Regions from separate parts of the Gossypium arboreum genome. Here region 2 is linked to region 1. Evidence: chromatin contacts called from public Hi-C data. All regions are on one chromosome and are shown on one strand. The core of a region is the stretch at or near the end of the contact, and the rest is flanking DNA. Distances in the headings are between cores, read along the strand shown. Region 1 has its middle 10 kb from the start of LOC108460187. Region 2 has its middle 7.6 kb from the start of LOC108458540.

Region 1 (5,980 bases), core at 2,186-4,685:
TCAGAAATTTTACTAATTCATATATCCAAAGAATATTGCTATTTAATTCAGATTTTGATAATAAAAGTTGGATTTTTTGAATTCAGATTTTAAGGTAAATTTGAGGATTTAAATAATCCAGAATTTGTAAATATCTAACCCACTACCATCTCTAATTAATGGGGTAATAGAAAGTTAACATAGCATATTATATTGTCATTTCAAATGAAATTTTAGATTAAATTTTACAACTAATATTATATTTTTCATTTGTAATAATTTCATTTCATTTCATTTATTTCTTTTTACTAGAAAGACAAAAAAAGTATAAATATTAACCATGTAATTTGACCTAACATTTCTTGTTTGAAATAATGGTATAACATATTACATCAACTTGTAGCTAGTTAATAACATAATAAATTGATAATACTAATGAATATATAATAATTTTTCAAATTTAATGAACAAAATATAATTTAAACTATATATAATTGATTAAATCTATAATTTACCTATCATTTTAATTAAGTTTTAAATTCATATAATTTAACTTTGGAAAATAATATAAACCCAAAATCTAAAATAACTAAAAAAATTTTATGAAAAAATGGTGGCGATGATATTTTAAATTTTTAAAATTCGGTGATTAAAATATAATTTAAATTATATGACCCATCATTTTATAGAGTGATAAATCGAAAGTGGGGTATAACTTAACTTTGAAGAAGATAATATAAATCTAAAATAAATCAAATATTTATTTTATGAAAAATAATTTAATTTTTCTTTTTGTATTTTCATGTCTATTTTATATTTATATTTAGGGTTCATGGTTGTTCTTTTCAAGAATATCATCTTCAAAGTTTAAACTTATATCTCTCTTAAAGAATATAGTATACTTTAACATTGCATCTAACATTTGTTGATATAATCTATAATAATTGATATTAATCTGCAATTATTTTCTTTGGTTGGGAACAATTGTAATATTAAAATAGAAATCTTTTGATATATTTTTTATATAATGTCTAAAATTACTCGTAACCCTTTTCAATTCATAAATATGAGGATAACGCACTTCAACACACTTGAACATACGTCCTCTTATATTGACAACAAACAATAAAAAATCAAACCGCTAAAACTTGAGTTATAGACTTACCTCGTTGTAACATCCAACACCTTAATTGGTATTATCAAGGTGAACATCGAACACACTCTTTGAAAATGAAGAAAGGGCATTGGTGCCTTCACTGAAGTGATTTCGTTTCGTTGTAAATTTTTAAAGTAATTAAATATATAAAAATTACCACATATTCATTTAATATTATTTGTATAATGGCTTTAATGGTTTTTATAAGTAAAGCAAATTTTATAAGTAAATATTGACTTATTGATTACTTAAGATTTAATTAAAATTAAGTTGCATTAAATGATTAGATTGCAACAAGAGAAAACAATTTATGTTAGTAGTTAATCTAAATTGTTCATAGACTATGGGGTCAAATTAAATAAACGACTAATATAAGCAATATTATGTTGTCTATAAGTTCAATTAGAGAGATAGCTTGTCCTAGCTATCGAAACAACTTCCAAAAAGAAAGATATAGATGCAATTATTTGAATTGACAATACATTAGATATGAACCAAGTTGAATTTATCCTATGATCTTAAGGTAGTGGGTTAAATGTTATTATGTTGGGTATATGACTTATACATGATAACGCTTCACTCACAGTAGTTGAATAATAGCTCAATAAAAGTAGTAAATGATATATTCTCATTGACATTTTTTGTATTATGAAAATGAAACATGAGATCATGAGTCATTTTTTGGTCAAATTATTTTATCATTACTAGTATGAGTAATGACCATTTTCGTTACGGAGTGTACAGTTTTCGAAGTTGTCAAAATTAAAACATATTTGAAAAAAAATAGTAGAAGAGACAAATAGGGTCGAATCCACAGGAATTAATAAAAATTTTATTCCTTCAGCTAAAACAAATAAAATAAAGGGGAATGGTGGGGTTTTTACTTAAAGAAAAGTTAACAATTAAAATTAAGGTTTGGAAAAAAAAACAAAGAAAGCAATAATCAAAATTTTGAGAAAAATCGATGAGATGAAACTCTAGTTGAAGTAAATTATTCATTTGATTTAAGAGTTTGATCATTGATGCAAAGATGATTTTCAATGTTCTTTAATAAATTGGTTATAGTTGCCGATAATTGTCTAGCAACCTAATCTCTTCTTATCTTATTGATAATTAAGACAATTGTCATTAATTACTTCCCTTATTGACAAACAATCCTATAATAATCACTTAAAAATTTAATCTATCAATAGCATTAAGAACGATAGACACACAATCAATGTATATTTAGGCTAGATCACATGCCCACACTACACAAATAATCATACAGTAGTCACAAATATTAGAAATCAATAGTTTGACTAATTATCTAATTGGCAAATCAGTTGTTCAAAGCTATCAAATACAATTAAGAAGGCCATTGTATGATTTTAAATGGGCCATTGTATTCTTGTTTTAAAAGGCCAATTAAGGAGGCAATTAAAGATGTCATATTACAGGGTTTTTCTTTTGAAGGTTACAAGATGTAATCACTGATGAGTTGTGGTGAGAGTTTTCATGGTAATTAGGGAGAGAATTTTGTTTCTAAGTTACGACTTTGTATTTGAGTTTTGAGTTCGTACATTTAGTACATTTAAGTTTATTTTCTCCATATTGTACTCTCCTTTGTTTACTCATTTAGTGAAAAGTCGAAGCCTCTTTCACCCATATTTTTTATCCTCTTTGGAGGAGTTTTCCATGTAAAATATTTGTATTCATGGTTCTCTATTGTTCTTGCTTGTTGCCTAAACGAGTGGATCCCCAACAAAAACTCATGTAAAAAATAATGCCTATTCAAAATAAGAAAAAAATTTCAATTTCTTTACTAAAATAAGGTATAGAAGTGGCTAAATATTACCAATTGAAATAATTTATTGCTAATTCATATGCTAAAACATGCCTAGAAAATAATACTCCAACCAAATGTAAGATAAATGATTTGCATTATGAAAATTGTGAATGAATGGACAAAATGATGAATAAGAAATAGATTGCATGAATTACTATATGCACAAAATGTAATTTCTCAAAGAGGCAAAAGATGACTTAAAATTAATTGATTTTCTTTGAATTATTATTTAATTGAATGAATAAATTAAATAATTGAGTGCAAAGTGAAAAATTAAATTACATAATCATCGTAATCTAAATGTATTCGGATAATTAAATAAATTTATCCATAAATTTTAATTAAATAATTAAATATTTCAGCTTAATTTTTTCATTCAAGCTTAAAAAATTGGACCCATTTAGATTGGCCCAATTGGCACAAAATGGCATCGATGTCGTGGCATAGGGAGTGCCCTCCATTAGTGTGTCATTGACTTTGGCTATCTTGAGTCTTACATGCATAAAACTCTCCCGATTTAATTAATTTGCAGCTTTGAATTAAAATTAAATTTTGTATATTTTCCTTTATAAATACCCTATTTGATATAATACAAATTATTAAGAGAAACTCTGCAGCAATTTTTTTGGTATTTTATTTGAATATTTTAGTATATTTTCTTGAGTTTGAGATTTTAAATTGGGAGTAATTATAATTGCAATTATTTAATAATTATAATTTAAATTTATAAGTTTAAACTTTAGTTGCGAGTTAGAGGTTTGCGCAAAGCTTTTCTCAAGGGAATCTCGATTTTTGTTTTGTTTTCGATTATTTGAGTTAGAGTCTACTCTCTAAACAATTATGAGCTCAAAAATAATGAAGAAGATTAATTAATTGAAAGCTTAAGCATTCGGATTTTAATTCGGGTTGATAGAAAAGTCCAAACACCTTACTTTAAGCACATGCCACCCTTAAGTTTAGTGTAATATATACTTACCCCATATGGTTTCATGAATGCCCATTTGGTCCCCCACTCCCCTTTAGTTTGAAGAATATCCCATAAATTTCCTTGAGTTCTGTCGAAACCACCCCTTTTTCACATATTTTAAAATTTTAAATTTAATGAAAATATGGAGGAATCGACTTTTGAAAAATAAATACATGGAGTCGCCACCGATCTTTTTGTTTTGGTGTGATTGGGTCACCTAAGAATTTGGTTATTTTAATAAAACGCTTTTGATTTACTAAAACGACGATTCTGGTCTACGAGAATATGAGAAAACGGGCTCGGGAGTCGGTTACATATGAGGAAGGATTAGCACCCTCATTACGCCCAAAATTGGTATCAAATCGATTAAATATTGTCCTTATGTCTAAAATTAAAATGAAATGTGGTTCTTTTTAATAGCATTTGAATAACCCAAGTTATTTGCCAAAGATTCTCTTGCGTAAGAGGAATATGGCATCACGTCCAGTACGGTAGGACCTGATTCTTTATGCCCTCGAAAACGTGATAAATTTCGACTTCCAAAGGTTTATATGTTGAAAACCGTAAAAGGATGTCCAATTATTTAGTCCAACGAGAAAATCAAAACCCAGCACAGTAGAGCACGATTCCTCGAATTCCTGAACATCGAACATTGCCTCACCTTAGAAAGTACGAGTGAAATTCTGAAGGGATCTTTGATTTTCTTGAACAAATGAAAAAGCGCAACCTAGTACGACAGGGCACGATTCTCAAATTGCCAAACATCGAACATCGCCTTCGTTTTTAATAAACGTGAACAAAAACCTAAAGGAATATTCGATTGTTTTGAACAAACGAGAAATCACAACCCAGCACGATAGGACATGATTCCTGAATTGTCAAACCCCGAGTATTACCTTCGTTTTAAAGGATTTTAAAAAGATATGAGTGAAATTTTGAAGGGATATTTGATTGTTTTAAGCAGACGAGAAATTGCAACCCAGCCCGTTAGGGTACGATTCCGTGAATTCCCAAATATCGCATATCGCTCTCGTTTAAGGGATTTTTTTTAATAGCCGTGGGTGAAATTCTAAAGGGACCTTCGATTACTTTGAGCAAACGAGGAATTGCCACCCAACACGTTAGGGCACGATTCCACGAATTACCAAGTATCGAATATCGCCTTTGTTTTAAAGGAAATTGTGAAACCAGCTTAAAACACATTAATTTGATTTGAAATAAGACGAAATGGATTACAAAATTTGGGTTTTATAAAACCAATGGCGACTTCACTAAGGATAGATATATAATGTTTGAAATGGATGTTATAGAATGAAAGTTCGAATCAAATTACACGTAAAATATGTTAAACACGAATTCATTTAGAAGTTAATAAAATACACGGTAATGTAAATAATGTATGTAATATGAAAGAATAATAAAGACATATGGCAAGATATAATGCACTAAATAAATTTACAAAACATATAACTTTTTTAAAAATAATTATTTGTAAAAACATAGAAATACCTACAAGCTTAAATTAATCTTATAACAAATTATAAAATGGACACAAACATTTTGAAGATGGCGTATCTATTCAAAGTTAACAAATGTATATACACATAAAATGGTATTTAAATGCGAGACTTTAAATCAAAACAATACATAATAAAATGTGTTCTAAAAGAAAGACTTATATACATAAAATAATATATATATATATAAATAAATTTAAAAGAATTTGTAAAATAAATTGTCATGGGACTAAATATGCACATAAGATTAAATTAATTATAGACTTAAAAGACACACTCCTATGTATAAAGTATTTTTTTGTATAAAATATCCATCTAAAGATGACCATATACCTATAATAAAAGGGAAACGATTTAAATAATATATACACCATGGAAGGTTTTAAATAACAAAAAGGTATGATAAAATACATGTTATATACATAAGGTTTTAAAGTATATATATATAAATAAACTTAGGAATGATTGTTTGTAAAAATATCATAGAAATATATATAAGGAAAAATGTTTATTGAAATATATATATGAAAAAT
Region 2 (5,495 bases), core at 2,626-5,125, 38 kb before region 1:
GAGGAAGCATCAAAGTCTGCAATGAAACAACTAATGACCATTTCCAATAATTATGCTAAAATTACCCTAGTGCACGAGGCATTTTTAGAGTGTTTGTATGATATTATTAGCAAATTTTTTTAAAAAAAATATGCAGAGAGTGGTATATGTTGTAGGAGAATTGATTCACTTGAAGCTATGGTTGTGTTCTGTTGCCGGTCAAGCAATCTGAGATGAAGAAAACTGAAGAAGCAACATTTGAGTAGCGTGCTTAAGCGTATTGCTTCTTATTGAGAATATGAACTTTCGACTAAAGCATTTCATCTTTGGTGCAGATTTGGTTGATTAAATTTCGGGAAGAAGATGAAAATGCCAAATTTAATCAAATCTAGTAAGCAAAAATGCAAATTCCTTAACATGAAACTTCCCTTTGGTGTATCATTTTCTTCGAAATCATGCTCTTTTTTGGCTAAACTATAAAACCCCGCCAACAATGGCGGAAGGTTATAGAGGAAGAGAGCCACAAAGAAGAAGAAGAGCAAAGGAATAGTGTTTCAATGGCAAAGAATCAGACCCCACCAAATTAGGCAAAGAAGACTTTTTTTTTTTACAGTCTCTTCTTCTCCTTCTTTTTCTCTGTTAAGGGGTTTTTTTAGGTTTTTTTTTTATCAATTTCTTCCTAAATTGTGTGGGTTCCACTATGTATTAGGGGTGTTCAATCGGTTAACCGACCTTTCAAAATTTTTAACCGTTAACCGAACTGAAATTTTTTCAAAAAAATTAACCGAACCGAAATTTTTTCGGTTAATTCGGTCGGTTAACCGAATTAACCGAAAATTATATGTTTTTTTTAATTTTTGGTTAAAATAAGTATAAAATTAATCGAATTAATCGAATTAACCAAATTACCCGAATTACCCAAATTAACCGAATTAACCGAATTATTTGTATAAAATTATATGTTTTTTATTTTTACTTTTAGTTTTAGATTTTTATTTTTATTTATTAAAGTATTTGTAATTTTTATGATTGGGTTGGGTAATTGGGTTGGGTTGGGTACTTGGGTTAATATATATTAGATTGGGTATTTGGGTTTATGTTGGATTGGGTTTGAGTGAATAGTGGGCTATTTATATATTATAATTTTATTTATTAATTTTTTCGGTTAAACCGAAAAAATTCGGTTAACCGACCGGTTTCGAATCGAATTAACCGTTAACTAAAAATTTAAAAAATTATTAACCGACCCCCGACCGAATTAATTCGGTTAACCGACCGATTAATCGAATTCGGTCGGTTAACCGAATTTTTTCGGTTTTACCCGAATTTTGCACACCCCTACTATGTACATCCAACATGGCAAGTTAACTGGCTACATCAGCAATTAACTTGCCACATCAGTGTTCTCGTTAAAACACTAACGGAAACTATTAATTAGTGACTATTTTGTCATTTTTTTATAACGTTAGTGATTGTTTTGTTATTTTTAAAAAATTGAGTAACTGAAATGAAACCTAGGTAACTATTTTGCTAGCTACCCCAAAGTTGAGTGACTGTTGGTGTAATTTACCCGTAAAATTATGACATTAACAAAATAATAACATAAATAATGAAATACAATGACAATAATATAATGAATATAATAATAAAAATTATTCAATTAATAATACTATATAATAATAATGATAATAATAGTAGATAATATAAAAGATACGATGATAATATAATTATATTCAAAATAAAATAGTACTAATAGTATTAATAGTATCAACATTTAAAATAATTAATAAATAATAAATAAGTATATTTTGAAAAATAAAAATAATATGAGCATGTCTAAATGGGCTTAGGTTAATCATTTATAAATATTGACGAGTTTTGGTAAAAATTGATGTTCATATTTTGGATCAAATTGAACTTGGGCAACTATATATGAGACCTAACCCAAAACCAGATTGACCCAACTCATGAACTCCTCTATTAAGTAGAGAGAGAAAGGAAGTGGCTTGGTATAAGATGTTTTGAGTTTAGGGTTTAAATTTATTATTTTATTTAAGGATAAATCTCAAAACTATACATAAACTTTGGTTTAATGTGCAATTGTATACATTCATTTTGATTTTGTGCAATTTTATACATGAAAATTTGATTTGATTCAATTTTCACAAATTATTAACGTAATTATTAATATAGCATCATTTCATGTTTTTATATCGCATACGTAAGTAATTATACTTATTCAATATAAAAATAAATTGATGTATCTATTTTTTAACGTATAATTAAATCAAAATTAAAGTTCCATGTATATAATTGAACTACAATCAAAATTTCATGTATATAATTGTACCAAATTAAAGTTTATTATCAAATTGTAAACTAAATAAAAGTTCATATATTTAAATTTTTAAGCTTATATATAATATTTGGGTTTAGAGTTTAGGCGATAAATAATTGATTTAGTTTTTTTTCTTTTGGTAGAAAAAGGAATTCAAATTAAACATAATAAATATTACATAATAGTTCTGAGTATAGGAGAACCTTTAGTTTCTGATACCAAACAAGAAACAATAGCCACAGAAAGCATTAAAATTAGAACAATCCAATGCGTTCATTCCAAGTATAAATTTTATTAATTATTTTTTAAATAAAAAATTTATTTTTTCAAATATATTATTTAAAAAATATGTAATAATTTTTTAAAATTTTTGCTAACATGACATTTCACGTGTCATCTTTTGGTGGCTACTATTAGTCACGTTAGCTCCTTTTGACCATCAATTTATGATTTCCGTTAACAAAAGGATTTAGTTGATTATTTTTTTGGTCATTAAAGATGCAATAGAGTACACTTTATTTAATGGCTCAATTAATTTTTTCATTTTTACTAAGGGTTTTCTTTTCTCTTAAACCTTATTTTTTATGAAAATATTATGTTTAGTTTGAATTATTAGTTAGTTATTTTTGTTACTTTTTTTACCTTTATTTATTTTTAGTTATGAATACATTTTACTTAAAATAAATTTTTTGATTTTATATTATTTTTAAAATTTTAGTTTTAACGGATTTGAATATTTCATATAAAGTTAAAATGTTAAACTTTGAATTTTATGGATTTAGACATATGCGGATAATAATAATTAATTTAGATTCAAATTTAGATAGTAAAAGTCAGATAATTTGTGAATAATTTACAGATTAGATTCGAATTTTAAAGTAGATTTATAAATTCAGATTCAAATAATGTCGAATTTATAAATATTCAATCCACACTGAGGAAACTCGCAGTGGGAAGGCATTTGAGGACAACTTGATGTTGCGAGGCAACTTCAGTTTCCACTGTGACCTCCGCTGCTTCTCTCTTTCAATGCCTCTGACTTGATCTCAATTAGCCGCTAAATCATAAGTGCAAGATAAACTAAAATGTCCATTGCTGGAGCCATTTCAGTGTTTAGAGACACTAGAACACTCAATATTGCCTCCCACCAGGCATTCGGTATCGAGAAGGATAAGCAATCCCTTCCTTGCTCCTCAACCAAGTCTCTCACAGTTTTAAAATTATGATCAAATTCGTCATAGTTCAGGGTCCCACTGATTGAAGTCCTTACTGCTCCGAGTCCACTCCAATCATCAATCCAGAAGTTCACGGATTGTCCATTATGGATGGACCAGCTATGGCCTCTTTGGAATAATGGGCTAACTTTCCTAAGGGATGACCAAGTGGTGGTTGACACATCGGTTTTCCTCTTCGATTGGTCACTGTCCAAAAGGTATTTCTGAGAGAGGACTTTCACCCACAAGCTTTCCTATTCATGGATGATTCGCCATGCGAGTTTCATAACCTGAGCTTGGTTTCTAAACCCATACCACCATGTTCTCTGAAGTAGCATAAGCTTATCCCGATTAATAAGATGATGTTTCCTCGCATCCTCCGCCCCACCCCAGAAAAAATTACGGTTGATACGGTCAAGCCTCTCCCAAATGCTAGCCGGCCGAAGATGACACTGCATGTAGTAATTTGGGATGGCCGGTGTTAGTTGACTGTAAGGGTGTAGCCGATTCGGTTCTGTTTTTCATTTTTGAAACCGAAACTAAAACATATAAATTAAAAATTAAAATATCCAAAATCAATAATTGCAGTTCGATTCAGTGATTTTTACCAAATTTGGTTGTTGTAAGAAAAAATAATATCAACTTGTTTTTTCCCTAAAAAATCTAATAGTGCAATAGTTTTTTTTTAGGACAACTATAATACATGCTCTATATTCATTTATACATTTGAGTTAAGCTATTAAGTTGTTACAAGGAAAGCTAGCTACATAAATTGTCAATATATCTAATATTTTTCTGTGTCATTTTGTTAATTACGATTACAATATGTCATATAATTAATTAAATTCATAATTATCAAACATATATAATTGTAGAAAGTTGTTTCTTTTATAAATAAAATATTATAAAGTTCAATAAACTATCTTCTTAAAATTAAAATTATGCATATAATTATAATTATTATATTAAAAATTCCTTTACTATAAAACTACATTTTTATAATTTTTTTTATGAACTATTTCTATAACTTTATCTTTTGTCTAATCATATCTACCTGTTGTTGTTAATAATAATAGGATTAAATGAATTATCTATACAGATTTTGAAATGATCAGTTTATTATTCTATTAAGACTATTCCTTTAAACATAGTTTTTTTTTCATTCGGTTTAATCTGAATAAAATAGATTTTATGCGGAAAAAGTAAACTCGAATCGAATTGTGTGGTTTGAGTGATAATACCAACTCGAAATTGAACTAAACAATAGAAAACTCAAACTAAATAAATCGGTTCAAATCGATTTTTCGATTTTCTCAATTTCTTTACTTAATCTTAATTAGTTGAACAAAAACAAATATTCAAGTTTGGACAGATAATTTAATGTATCATATGATTGTAGCGTTGTCATAATTCGTGGATTAGGCATTGGCTATAGCAGAGACGAGTGTTCATATCATTGTCAACATATTAGACGTGTTTTATGGACAAAACCCATGGGTTACCTTACAAGTTATGTAGCACGACATTTTGCATCAATCTCATATTACTCTTGTCGATAGACATATTGAATCTTATCTCCTATTGGTGTAAATTAAAGAATCTAATCAATCTGGTCTACAAAATACAAAGGCAAATAAAGCATAAAAAAGAGTGTAAATGGTGGGCAAACCATGTGACCAACCGAAAATATATAGTGGCCTTTGTCATAACATTGCTCATCTTAGTACTCAAAGCTCCTTTGGGCAAAGTCATCAGTCATCATGATTTCTCCCCTGGATCGATGGGACATCATTTGAAAGATTCATCCCTCCTCCCAATCCTTTCCTTAAAAAAAATTGAAATTCCCATAAATGCTAGGTACTAATAATTAAATTCGGTACACATCTGTTTGCCAACAAGCAACTTCTAAAAGAATTTAAGCAGTAAAAAGTAATATTATTTATGAACAGTAAATATTTTATAAG

The links. Hi-C and Micro-C count contacts between places; a contact is called where the count stands out from the background.
Region 2: a Hi-C map of leaf shows a contact between it and region 1, with 1.9 times the contacts expected there. The contact joins two enhancer-like sites. A contact is called at or near these places in 2 of 5 Hi-C or Micro-C datasets (both in leaf).

The regions. Positions count from the first base shown.
Region 1 is chr4:118,043,391-118,049,370 of ASM2569848v2, reverse strand. No RefSeq gene overlaps it. Among protein-coding and RNA genes, the nearest start is that of LOC108460187, 10 kb to the right of the region's middle. Within about 2 kb of position 3,435, at least 1 of the 2 cell types and tissues checked has an H3K27ac peak or open chromatin away from gene starts, as enhancers often do. A contact at or near this core is called in leaf, where this site is marked.
Region 2 is chr4:118,081,966-118,087,460 of ASM2569848v2, reverse strand. No RefSeq gene overlaps it. Among protein-coding and RNA genes, the nearest start is that of LOC108458540, 7.6 kb to the left of the region's middle. Within about 2 kb of position 3,875, at least 2 of the 2 cell types and tissues checked have an H3K27ac peak or open chromatin away from gene starts, as enhancers often do. A contact at or near this core is called in leaf, where this site is marked.